2 separate regions of the Hordeum vulgare genome follow, and region 2 is linked to region 1. Evidence: chromatin contacts called from public Hi-C data. All regions are on one chromosome and are shown on one strand. The core of a region is the stretch at or near the end of the contact, and the rest is flanking DNA. Distances in the headings are between cores, read along the strand shown. Region 1 holds the start of LOC123425285. Region 2 has its middle 19 kb from the start of LOC123425289.

Evidence for each region. Hi-C and Micro-C count contacts between places; a contact is called where the count stands out from the background.
Region 2: a Hi-C map of seedling shows a contact between it and region 1, with 3 times the contacts expected there. The contact joins the enhancer-like site here to the promoter of LOC123425285 in region 1. A contact is called at or near these places in 2 of 6 Hi-C or Micro-C datasets (leaf and seedling).

Annotation. Positions count from the first base shown.
Region 1 is chr2H:41,776,691-41,782,549 of MorexV3_pseudomolecules_assembly, reverse strand. It overlaps LOC123425285, which reads right to left and starts at 2,196. Exons shown (of 6, transcript XM_045108966.1): 1 at 2,020-2,196. The coding sequence starts at 2,196.
Region 2 is chr2H:41,976,763-41,982,621 of MorexV3_pseudomolecules_assembly, reverse strand. No RefSeq gene overlaps it. Among protein-coding and RNA genes, the nearest start is that of LOC123425289, 19 kb to the left of the region's middle. Within about 2 kb of position 2,806, at least 2 of the 3 cell types and tissues checked have open chromatin away from gene starts, as enhancers often do. A contact at or near this core is called in seedling, where this site is marked.

The DNA of each region.
Region 1 (5,859 bases), core at 947-3,446:
CGAGCCCAAATGTGTGGCTTGAATTCAATTCATTCATGAAAGCTTCGGCATCATTATTCATTTGCTCATTACAATACTAAAGCAAGAACCTAGCAATCAATATCAAACAACGCACCCATATACTAAGAAAATGCAAACAATAAATCGAAAAGAGGAAAAAAAAACATTTGAGGCATTTCATTGAGCATGCCACCGCCGCTTCTTGCAGCTTCTGAATCCATCCTGTCCTCGACCACCAGCTACAGAGGGGTTGCATGTGTGGTAGCAGGAGGCGATGTAACACTTGACGGAGCCGTGCAAGTCAAGGGGGAAGTGAAAAGGTAGCAACATTCTTATTTTTCTCTGCCAGTGTTGTTGTGTCTACCACTGCCTTTTCCGTTGGTCGATGATTCCTATGAGCGTCGCCTGGTCGGTACATTGGTAGTGTCGGAGGGTTTTGCCTACGAGCGTCGTCGATGCTTTCCTATTGGTGAGCTTCGTCCCCTGACACCGCCTTTTCGGTGGTTGTGCCGCTGAATTTGTGGTTATTGGTGGGTCTCCGGCGCTAGTGTTGGTGTCCAAAGGGACAACCTACCTATTTTGCAGGTCATCGAGGAAGGGACGTCCGACGGCAGCGGGGTAGGCAGGTAACGCCAGGGTGATAGGGAGAGGTGCTTGAGGTTTGGTCCACCGAGCATTTGCATACTAAATTTGTGGGAGGGGGCAAGTTTGGGGGGTCGAAACTCAAATTTTGTAAATTTCTAGTTTAGGGGGTCTTCTGCTTGGGCCCTCTTTGACCTAAATGTCGCTTTTACTCCTCAAATTTCAGTTTTAGGGGATCTTCCATAGATGCTCTAAGTTTACACTCTGAGAAGGAGCGGTACTGTGGGAGGTGCTTGTTCCTTGGGGGTAGTGTTTTGCAGAATTTTCAAGTAGAGGGCCACTTTCTTGGTCAACCCGACGATGGGATACTAAGGATTGAAGTTCCTATCACTCGCCATGTTAAATAGAATGTTAGTTGACCTGATGCCCCTCTAATAGCCTTTTTGTTATGGTAATCTAGCTATTCAATTGTTATTTTGGCCCCGGTTTGGATGAAGGGTGGTGTAGCCCTGGGGTGTTGTATGTAATCAGCTTTTGCTGCCTCTTTATTTCCATAAACATCTACTGTTAAGTACGCGTTAGCATTAGGTGGCACCTAGTTTGTTAAAGACTTGTTTTCCTTTTGCATGCACTGGATGATGATGTTCTTTTGTTATCTTCTGATGATGGAACAGAGCCAATGAGTTAATCATATGAAAAAAGAAAGATAGATAATACATACAAACACAGCATCTTCTAAAACACTGGAATCATGCAGCACTAAAACTAAAAAGTAAGTTTCAAAACTAGGTTTTATTCATGAAGGGTTGTAGTGAAACCGCCCCACTAGCTATCCACTCGAATGCATCCAAGGGTTAATTAAGGTGCAACAAAAATAATGGTGGAGATTTTGTCCTCTTAAAACAATAGGTTTATTCTTCTGCTATGACTCTCTTAGTCGGGTTCCAATATCTCTCAGTAATTAAGAGAAATGACACATAGACTCGGGTACATTGTATCCGCGATGAATTCAACAGATTTCACATTTCATATGCAGGTCCTTTTGGTGCCCGACGGTGCTTTTCCCCCAAGACGTACGGGAAGGGGAAACCTTGGTGGAGGCTGGTTTGAACCCCTCCTCTCTTCTTTGGGCAGTCGGGCCGGGAGAGCGATGCGCATGCATTAATCTAGTCGAAAACATTTTGGGGAAGCGCCAGCCCCCATTTCGGAAAGGGAATTAAAGTAAAACCGAAAGTGGACAAGTTGGAAAGGTTGGAATATGCCCCCGTGTACTGTACGTACGTTGTAGGCTTGCTGGCCCGTCCATGGCGGCATGCGTGGCACGGGCCGCGCGGCCCTTTCCCCTCGTCGACGCACGGGTCGCGTGGCTCATTCGCCGCGCGGGCGCCACCACTAACATGGCATGTACGTACGCCGCGCATACGTACACCCACGCACCCGCACCCGCACCCGCACCCACGCGTACAGTCTGGTCGACGGCTCCGGCTCCGGCTCCAACTCATCATTCTTCACTGGAGACACACATGCGCGCGTCTTATTTACGTCGGGATGGCGCGCGCACGTTCGGTGGCGTGTAGGGTTGAGCTCCCCGGCCTCCGGCCGCGCGCGCCGCATGCCATGCCATCAGGTCGTCGGCGCGGCGCGGAGCGGCGCGCGGGCAACGATCGATCGAAGGAGCAGCGACCTATGGTGGTGTGGGATGAGCGCGTACCAAGGACGAGGGAGAGCTCTCGATCGGCCGGAATTCCATCCGTGTATCCGGGGGAAGATCGGCCGGGGCTTGCATGCGGTGTCGAACGCCGATCGATCGGGATGCGTTGTGGTTTCTTTAATCCGAGAGGGACGTACGTACGCGTCTTCTTGTTCTTGGTACTGATTGACTGGGTCGTGGTCTTGGACTGGTGGTGGAGGACCGAGATTTATTGACCTAGTACGTACGGCCGCGGTCTCCGTAGGGAATTGATCAATGACCAGCTGACAACGGCATGCATTGCATAGGATTGGTGTTTGTTGAGCCCCAAATTAAAACCTAATTAATACTCCCCCTTTCTTAAATAATTATATTATACTATAACTATTTTGGTACAGAGAGACTACTCCCTCCGTCCAAGTGTATAGGGCATGCGCGTAGTTCTAGGTCATTAATTTACTATTTAAATATGTATTATATGTAACAAATAATATATCATTATATTCATGTGAAGATGTAGTTTCTGAATATATAATTTTTATCACATATAATATATATTTAGCTAGTTAAATTGATAACCTAGAACTACGCGCATGTCCTATACACTTGGACGGAGGTAGTACTTATTAGAGGGCGGTCTTTGACGTATGAACAGACCCAACTTACAAGTACGCAACAACTGTGTTGTCAGGTTTTCGCCCCGTAGCGAATGTTTCAAGACGAGCATTTGCAATGGGTTTTATGGCGATGAGTTGCCAACTCGCTTTCCTTCTTTCCCTTCTCCTTCTCCATGCTTGTATGAGGCCGCTGAACTTTGTATTTCTATTATAAGAAATTAATTGAAAGAGGGATGCCCGGTTGGGGAAAAGAAAAACTAGACGCACATTTGTATTTGAATCAGGCTGTCTGGCTTTGTTTTCGACCAGATGTTGAGATCACGGGCTCCTGCCAAAGGTGGCACCGTGTCCGGTAATAACCATCTTGCCTCTATATGCTCCTCTATATGGATGAGCTGGTGTCCGGACGTGGTCAGTTCGACCGATCGATCGATAAGCGTGCGCCCCCGTCCAATCCCCAGTGGGAGGCGTCCATCGATCGATCGGCCTCAGCGGTCACAGCTAGGCGTGTACTTGGACCTCGGTCACATGACCGTGTCGACGCATGCCTACGCCATGGGCGCGGGGCGGGGGGGAGCAGAGCTCGCCGTACGCCCGCGCGCGCCCGTCCATGCACGCGCGCGCTCTCGTGACCGCCAGGGCGCTCCGCCATTGGCCGCCCGCCCGGAACCATGCATGCATGCGGCCTCTGCCCCGGCGTACTCCCAATCCAGCGCCCTAGCTCCGCGGATCACATGCATGCATGCGCACTGGCTGACACGCGCTATCGAGGACGGACGGCGGATTCCCTTGCACGCGGATCCTATGAAGGCACGCCGCTCGCCGGAAACCCGGGTGGGAGGGGAATGTGACCCTGCTCTGGGCGCTGCATGCGGCTGCCGTGGCCCATGAGCAGAGCGGCCAGAAACCAGCACGGGAAACTACATTCCATGCCCGTGGCATCCCATCAGCCCTGCGGTGTTTTGGAGGCATGTTTCCGTTCGCTCTGTCCCCGGTGGCAGCGACATTCCGCGCCCGCACTCCCCTATCTATTTTACTGGGGAGCTCGGCCTCGGCCTCGGCCTCGGCTGGAGGCCGGCCCACGTGAGAGTGAGACCGACGGTATGCGCATGCGCCACCGCCCCGGCCTGCCGTGGACGTACGCGCCGCTGCGGTTACGTTTTGGCCGCATGGAATTTTGACAAACATCTCGTGAGCGCGGGCTGTCCTGGGCTTGTTCTATGTGCCTGCGCGAGCGAGCAAAGTACTCGCATGCATAAATGCGTTTGGGCAGTATCCATGTAAAATCTGACATTTTGTCTTGCATGCATGAAATGCGCAGTCCTTCGTCTCTTCTTCGCTATATTTTGCTTTTAGTTTTTTCTAAATAGGTCCAGCATCTCCAACTGGCACGCTAAAAAAATTATACAATGTTAAAATAATGTTTTTCAGTGTGTTGGAGGGTGTTTGCTTCAACAGACGTCACAAAACATGATGCCCAATTCGACGGCCCCACCTGCAGCGACCAGCACGTATAATTAGACGCCCCTAATACACAGCTTCTGCATTTTTTATGCGCGTTGTATTTTACAGCTTCTATCGGAGCACTGTTTTTTTGTCTCGGACACATAAAAGCACCAATTTTTAACGTGTGAGATTTTTTTTGAGCGCCTGTTGAAGATGCTTTAAGAAGACGACTACTACTACTAAATGTGTGCATGCAATTCATGTTGACATTAGATAGGACGTCAATTGCAAGTCAATACTACTATATGCTTTCTGAGTTTGTAAGGCTTGTGCATATCCGTAGATTTATAATTTGACCAACATAAGATGAGTTATATAGTATAAAAGTTATACCGTTAGAAAGTACTTCCTCCGTCCCAAAATAAATGATTTAAAAGTGACTCAACTTTGTATTAAAGTTAATGCAAAGTTGAATCATTTTTGAGTCACTTATTTTGAAACGGAGGGAGTATATGATTTGAAGTTTTTAATAATATTTTTTTGTGATACATAACTTGTATTAGGATGGTCTATTTCTCAATCTGGATGTACGCACAAGTGTTAAACCATTAAGGAGGTAGTATGTAGGGCAATTGTGCATTAATTATATGGTTAACATTAACATCGTCATTTTGTACAATGCAAACATGTGGAGCGCTCACCATTGAAGTAATCTACATTGTTGGGTTGAGATGGTTTGTTGGATCAGATTCGTGTCCGCCCCTTTAGGTTGTTTATTTATTTATTTATGTATTGGGATACAGATATATATGTGGATTTAAACGAAGAAAACAGATAATAAAAGGAAAACATACTATTTTTGTACCTAGGATATAAGTTTGGTCTCTGAGTTTTAGTACCACACATTATTCACCCAACTGAATAATGTCTAACCGTTCTGAACTAATTATTCACCCAACTGTCCTATTGAAAGTCATTTTTATCATGACATGCTGGCGATTTCGCACATGTGGCAGCTAGCGAACACACAAAAAAATATAGGGAAATATAAAAAGGAAATAACTCAGCTAGTTTGATTAAAAAATCAAGCATGAAACAAATTAATCACGTAATGGGGAAGATTCAAGTTACTTAAGGAAAGCCAAAAAGTTTCCACAATTCTTCCGAAGGGAGTTTTGCAAGAAAGGAAATAATTTTAAGGACATTGTCAAAACACCATGCACTTTAGAAACTTAGAGAACATTATATAAAAGTAACTAATAAATAAAGGAAGCATCTCTAAAAGAAAAGAAAAAATATTTTGTAATTTCTCGATTGCATGGAGTATTTCATATTGTTATACATTTAAAATATGTTAAATTTTTCTTAGATGTTGTATTTTTAAAATTCCTTATTTTTTCATTTAGTTGTGCTGATAGGGTTGCCTGCTGTGCCAAGTCGTCGACAAGACATATCAAAACCGCTTCTAATCAGGCAAGAGGCCTAATCTAGGAGGCTTTCATACTTAACCAAAAGTTTCTGAAT
Region 2 (5,859 bases), core at 1,557-4,056, 200 kb before region 1:
TGTGTTGCAAAATATAAATGATACTACTTGGAAAGGATTCATTTGTTATTGTATTGAAAATCTGGTGGTTTTTGACATCTAACATATGATTCAAGTTGATGGTGATTAGGGGTGTGTGATATTTTTTTAATCTCCCTTTGCAACGCACATGCTCTTTTTTGTTCGGTTTTCTATTTTTATTTTCTATTTTTTTCAACTTTTCAAGTTCGGCTGTTCTTCATTTTTTCTGTTTATTTTCTATTTTTGCTTCTATAGTTTTGTAATATGTACTGAATATTTTTGAAATACAAACTACATTTGTTAGTATATGTTGGCTATTTTTATATTATACACTGATCGTTTTTCGAATATGCTTAACTTTTTTTAATATACAATACACTGAACATTTTTTAATATAGAATGAACCTTTTAAATTGCATGACAATTCTTAATACACAATGAACATGTTATTAATATACAGGATATGCAGTGATTTTCTTAAAAATATAACGAGCTGTTTTATAAATTATAAGTTTACATCTTTTGTAAGTTTTTAGTTATCTACTCGATCCGTTCGTAAATATAAGGCTTTTGAAAAATTACACTACAGACTATATACGGATGTATATAGACATATTTTATTATATAGAATTACTCGGTTTGTTCCGTATGTAGTCTGTAATGAAATCTCTATAAAAACCTATATTTAGGAACGAGGGTGTAGCTCCTAAGAAAGAACAGCCGGTTTCCTGGGTAAAAAACCAACTAAAAACCTGGAGAGAAAAAAAAAACAATTCTCGGGGGCTGAGTGGGCCGGCCCGTTCGATCCTGCTTTAGGCAGAGCTTCCTCTATTTTCTCTTCAGGTTTTGGAGCAAATCTTATTTGGTGCTGCAGGCGCCGGTTAAAGTGCATTTTTCTTAAGCCGCACCTGGTGGGTTCGTTCATGGGCGGGCCCAGCGGGAGGAAGGTTTTTCTGGTTTTGTGAGGTTTCCGGAAGCTTCCTAGATGGTTTTTTCAGGCCTTATTTTTCTTCTATTTTTGTTTCTTTTCTTTACTCTTTTTATTACTTTTTCATTTTCATTTTATTTTTAGATAATTTTTGTTTAACCTTTTTGAAACAAAAAACATTTTTCCATATCAATGAACACTTTTCAAAATTTTATGGATTTTTTATTAAAATTCCATGAAATATTTTGAATATCGATTATCATTTTGCAAATTTTGATGTTTTTTTTGAAATTTGATGAACTTTATTATTAAGTGGATGAAATTTTTTAAAAAATGATGAACTTTTTAAAGATTTGTGAACTCTATTTTCAGTTCAATAAACTTATAAAAACTTTTTTAAAATTCATGAACTAGTTTTCAAAATCCGTAAAATTTTTAATTTTTTTGACTTTCTTTAGATGACAGTGAATTTTTTTAAATTTGTGAAATTTTCTTTAAAAATTTGTGAACAATTTTTCGCTTTTGGTAACTTTTTTGTGTTCACTTTTTTTTGGGTTATTCTATAAAAAGTTCCATCCTGAAACTGGGCCGGCCCATTTTGCAGGGCTTGTGGGCGCTGGTTCTTCTGCACGGGCTTCCAATAGGCGACCTGAAGCAGTGAGTTAGCTAACTCTGAATTCTGCACAGTAGAGCACTGCAGTTAATGTTGTCCGAGGACACACATTGCATGCAGTCTGAGTCCTGTACCAGTACCACATCAGATTCACACTATGAAGCAAATCGCAATCTTCTTGCAGGAGGGGCGGTGAATTTTTTCCATGCCGGCGCCATGGACAGGATCGACCGTGCATGTCTTTACCCTATCTCTAATTCTCTATTAGCTATACTAATTTCTGAGGCAGCAGCAGTTCACCGAGAACTCCTACGTGATTAGATCTACCTATCACGGATGGGGTGTCGATCAAGGATTGGGTGCGCGGCCTTTACCAGATTCCTCGGCGGGCAGACCATTTGGTACGTGATCGTCGATTCCAACCGCGTGTCAAATCCAGCAGAGAAGCCAGTGGAGAGTTGCACGGATGAGTACCATCCTTGTCGCCTCACTAGCAACATCGATCGGTCTCGCCGCTGCCAAACCTGCCTGAGCTGGCAAAAGCTGCTCGCTTGCCCGCGCGGCCTCTGGACTCGAGCGAATTGTCTCTGAATGAAGAGGACGCTGCCAGGCAGAATCGCATGCAGGCCAGACCCCTCTCGTGATCCATATAGGCCGGGTGCTTGCATGCCACAACCTGCAGCGCAGTGTACATCAGTGACGTTCACAGGCAACACGCTGAGCACAGTGCTATGCTGCTACTACTAGTCTACACTGTCGTCTGGTGCACTGCTTGACACCGGGATTCAGAAGAAACCAAGAAGCAGAAAACGTCTCTAGACTTCTTCACAGCTCAGATTAGACTCTCTCTCGTGCACTCCTCGTGATAATCAAGGGTCATATATGAGATCAGCAGATGCATACATACCATCTCATGGATGATGCATAGCAGCCAGGCCAGGAGCATTGTGAGCTGAGCTGGCTCGCCCCCATCACATGGATCATGGATGGACGTAATATTCCCTGCGTCGCTCTCGTCCTTCGAGACATCCGCATGCGGTAGCGGCAGCGGCATCGTTTTGTTTGTTCGATCGTTCGGTCGGTTCGCCTCCACTCCAAGAGATATTCCTGTCTTGCTCCAACTGATGAGTGATCACGAGAGCATAGTAGGCGCATCAGGTTCGCGTGCCCTCCAGAACGCAATGGCGCCGCCCTTGTTCTCTTCCTCGCTGACAAGCTCGTGCCGCGTCCGCGTCGTCGTGGGGTTAGGGTAGACGACAGGTGTGCGGTGTGATGTGTGAAGATGGAGCCAGGGCAGCGTGAGTGTCCAGTGGCTCTCCAATCCGTTCCCATGTCTTCTCGTTGGCTACCCTCCATGATTGTTGGAGCCATCCTTGTTTTGTTGGTACCTAGAGGTGATCATGCGTGCATTGGATTCCTTCATCTCTTTCCTGCCCGCTGCCATTAGCATATGGGACTTGGCTGCATAGCGAATTAGCAGCTGTAGAGGCAAAGTTTCTGCTAGTCCACTACTACAGTGTGGCAGGCTCGCAGGTCGCAGCTAGTTAGAGAGTACTCGATCAACAGTCAAGCAGCTCCAAGCCATGCATATATTTGATGAGGAGCTCAACTGTTTGCTGACGTTAACATGGCTCGATCAGGATTCATCAGGAGTAGTATTGGATCCGACCGAGAAGTACGGCAAGAGAATCCACGGTCGGTCACATGTTTGTGCGCCGTTCTTTCTTAGGTATGATCTTAAGAGAAGATGAACTAATATATATCAACATAATAATATCAATAAACATAAACAACATAATCATTCATATTTAAAATACTAGCAAAAGGGCCCGTGCGTTGCAACGGGAGAAAAAAATACCACACGTTTTTAATATTTTTATAATCATTTTGATTTATTAAAATAATAAGCTAACTAACTAATGTAGTCAGTCCTATCTTATTTTATTTAGAAATCAACCCGTTCATTGTTAATTCCACCATGATGAGAAATTGAGCGGGACAAGCAAAGCAAAACAAAGAGGCTACGTGAATTGATCAATGGACTGTTATCTTATTTCACTCATGGGGTAGAGAATGTGGGATCAGATGACAAACTGAAGGTGGTGTTCCATTCTCTCTCTCTACAACAATGCAATCTTTCATTCAATACATTCATTCATCAGCAAACAAATTCCCACAAAACAAAATTTCTTGCCGGTGCTTGGCACACGGTTGGAGGCATGGGGAGGGGATCTCACCAGATGATGAGTTCCTGCCGGAGGAGGGGATACGATGAGGGGAGCAAGGGTTAGACGCCTCTATCTGGCCATAAGGAGTCGTCGTTGCCGCACCATAACCTCAGAGTTTCCCGTGTGAACCATGGAGGCCCGCCTCCACCTGCAAGTACTTCGCTTCGCCGCACCTTATCCGCGCGCCGCCGCCGTTCTGCATCGAGCAGACACATCATCCCAAGTCGTTGTAGCTGTCACGTTGATTTGATCCAGAAGCTGTGCTCGAGCGCCGAAACGGGGGCAGCAAGTGGGCAGAGGTACGACCGCGGAGGCGGGTGGGTTGAGATCGACAACAGTGGTGGTTGAGGTCGGCCGCGGCGGCGAGTGGTGTGGCAACGGCCTGGGCACAGGCCAGGGTGGACCAGGGTCGACGCGATGCGCTCGAGCGCCGCAATGGGGGCAGTGAGCGGGGAGAGGTACAACCGCGGAGGCGGGTGGGTTGAGATCGGCAGCGGTGGCGGTTGAGGTCGGCCGCGGCGGCGAGTGATGTGGCGGCGGCCTGGGCACAGGCTAGGGTGGCCCAGGGTCGACGGGAGGAGGCGATGCGTACGGGTATAATTTTTGTAGCGATTTTTTTGCGTTGCAGATAAATGATGGAGCGCGGGTTGAATAACAAAAATTAGAGGAGCTTTTTTTTTATAAAAATGTCGTGGTGGGTTTTCCGACGGAAGCAATAGCTGCTTTATTATTAGGTATAGATATGATTCTTAAAAAATGTTATCCCTATTCATTTTATTATAATAGCAATGGCATGACTCCGTCCTTACCACATCAGTATAAATCATGAGCACCTCGGTGTTAAGTCACACAATTGAATCGTATTTCTAAGACGCTTTAATATTTTCAGCCTCACTAAATATATGAGCGTGAATCATGGATATGACATATGGATGGAATAGAATATGGTGGTAGAGATCAAATGGAGTCAAAGTGGAAAAGAATGTCTCACGTCAACTAACGGATCAACGGGCTATGGACAGGGCCGGCCTATACATATTCGGGGCCCTCGGACGAGACGACAATATGGGGCACAAATAAAAATTAAGAGTACTTGATTAGGCGAAGGAGGGAGACGTACCATCTCTGATGTGGTGATGTCTCAAACGTCTATTGATGGGGAACTTTGAGGATGTAATGAGAGGTGACTGGGGAAAAGAATAGCACCATCGGTCTTCATTAATGGATGCACGGGAGCACCACCCCGAATTTGGAAGTGCACGGGAGCGTCGATTGGAGAATTTAGGGGAGGAGCCGAGGAGGCGAGTTTTTTTTGAGGAGCCAAGGAGGCAAGGTGACTGGAGGAGATCGATGGAGTGCTGTAGCAGCGTAGCGAACCAGCGATTGATTTTTTCGGTCTGAAAGTGCTATCTACGTGGTGGGCTTGGGCCTTTTTCCCTCTTATTTTTTGACCTAAAGAAGAAAATATCCTAATACGTATATTGTACTACTATCTGGAACGGGGCCCCTACCTCGGCTCGCCCCGTTGCCTCGGCCTATGGGCCGACTTTGGCTATGGAGATACCCATCAATCAATATCGATGTGAGGAGTAGGGATTGTCATGCAACGAATGCATTAGATCTATAAGTGTATGAAAGCTTAATGAAAGCTAAGTGGGTGTGCATCCAACTTGCTTGCTCATGAAGACCTCGAGCATTTGTGGAAGCCCGTCATCGGAATATACAAACCAAGTTCTATAATAAAAAATTCCCACTATGATATCAAAATGACAACTCATGAGACCTCTATATGAAGAACATGGTGCTCCCTCTGAGCACAAGTGTGGAAAAAGATAGTATCCCTGCCCCTTTTATCTTTTCTCTCATTTCTATTTACCTTTCTTTCTTTTCTTATTATTTATTATTTATTATTTATTATTTTTCTTCTTCTTTTATTTTTCCTCCAGAGTCTCATCCTGACTTGTGGAGGAATCATTGTTTTCATCATCTTTTCCTCACTGAGACGATGCCCTAATAATGAAAATCTTCACATTTCTATTTACTTACGACTCGATACGGTAAACTAATAAACAATATGACTCGATATGAAT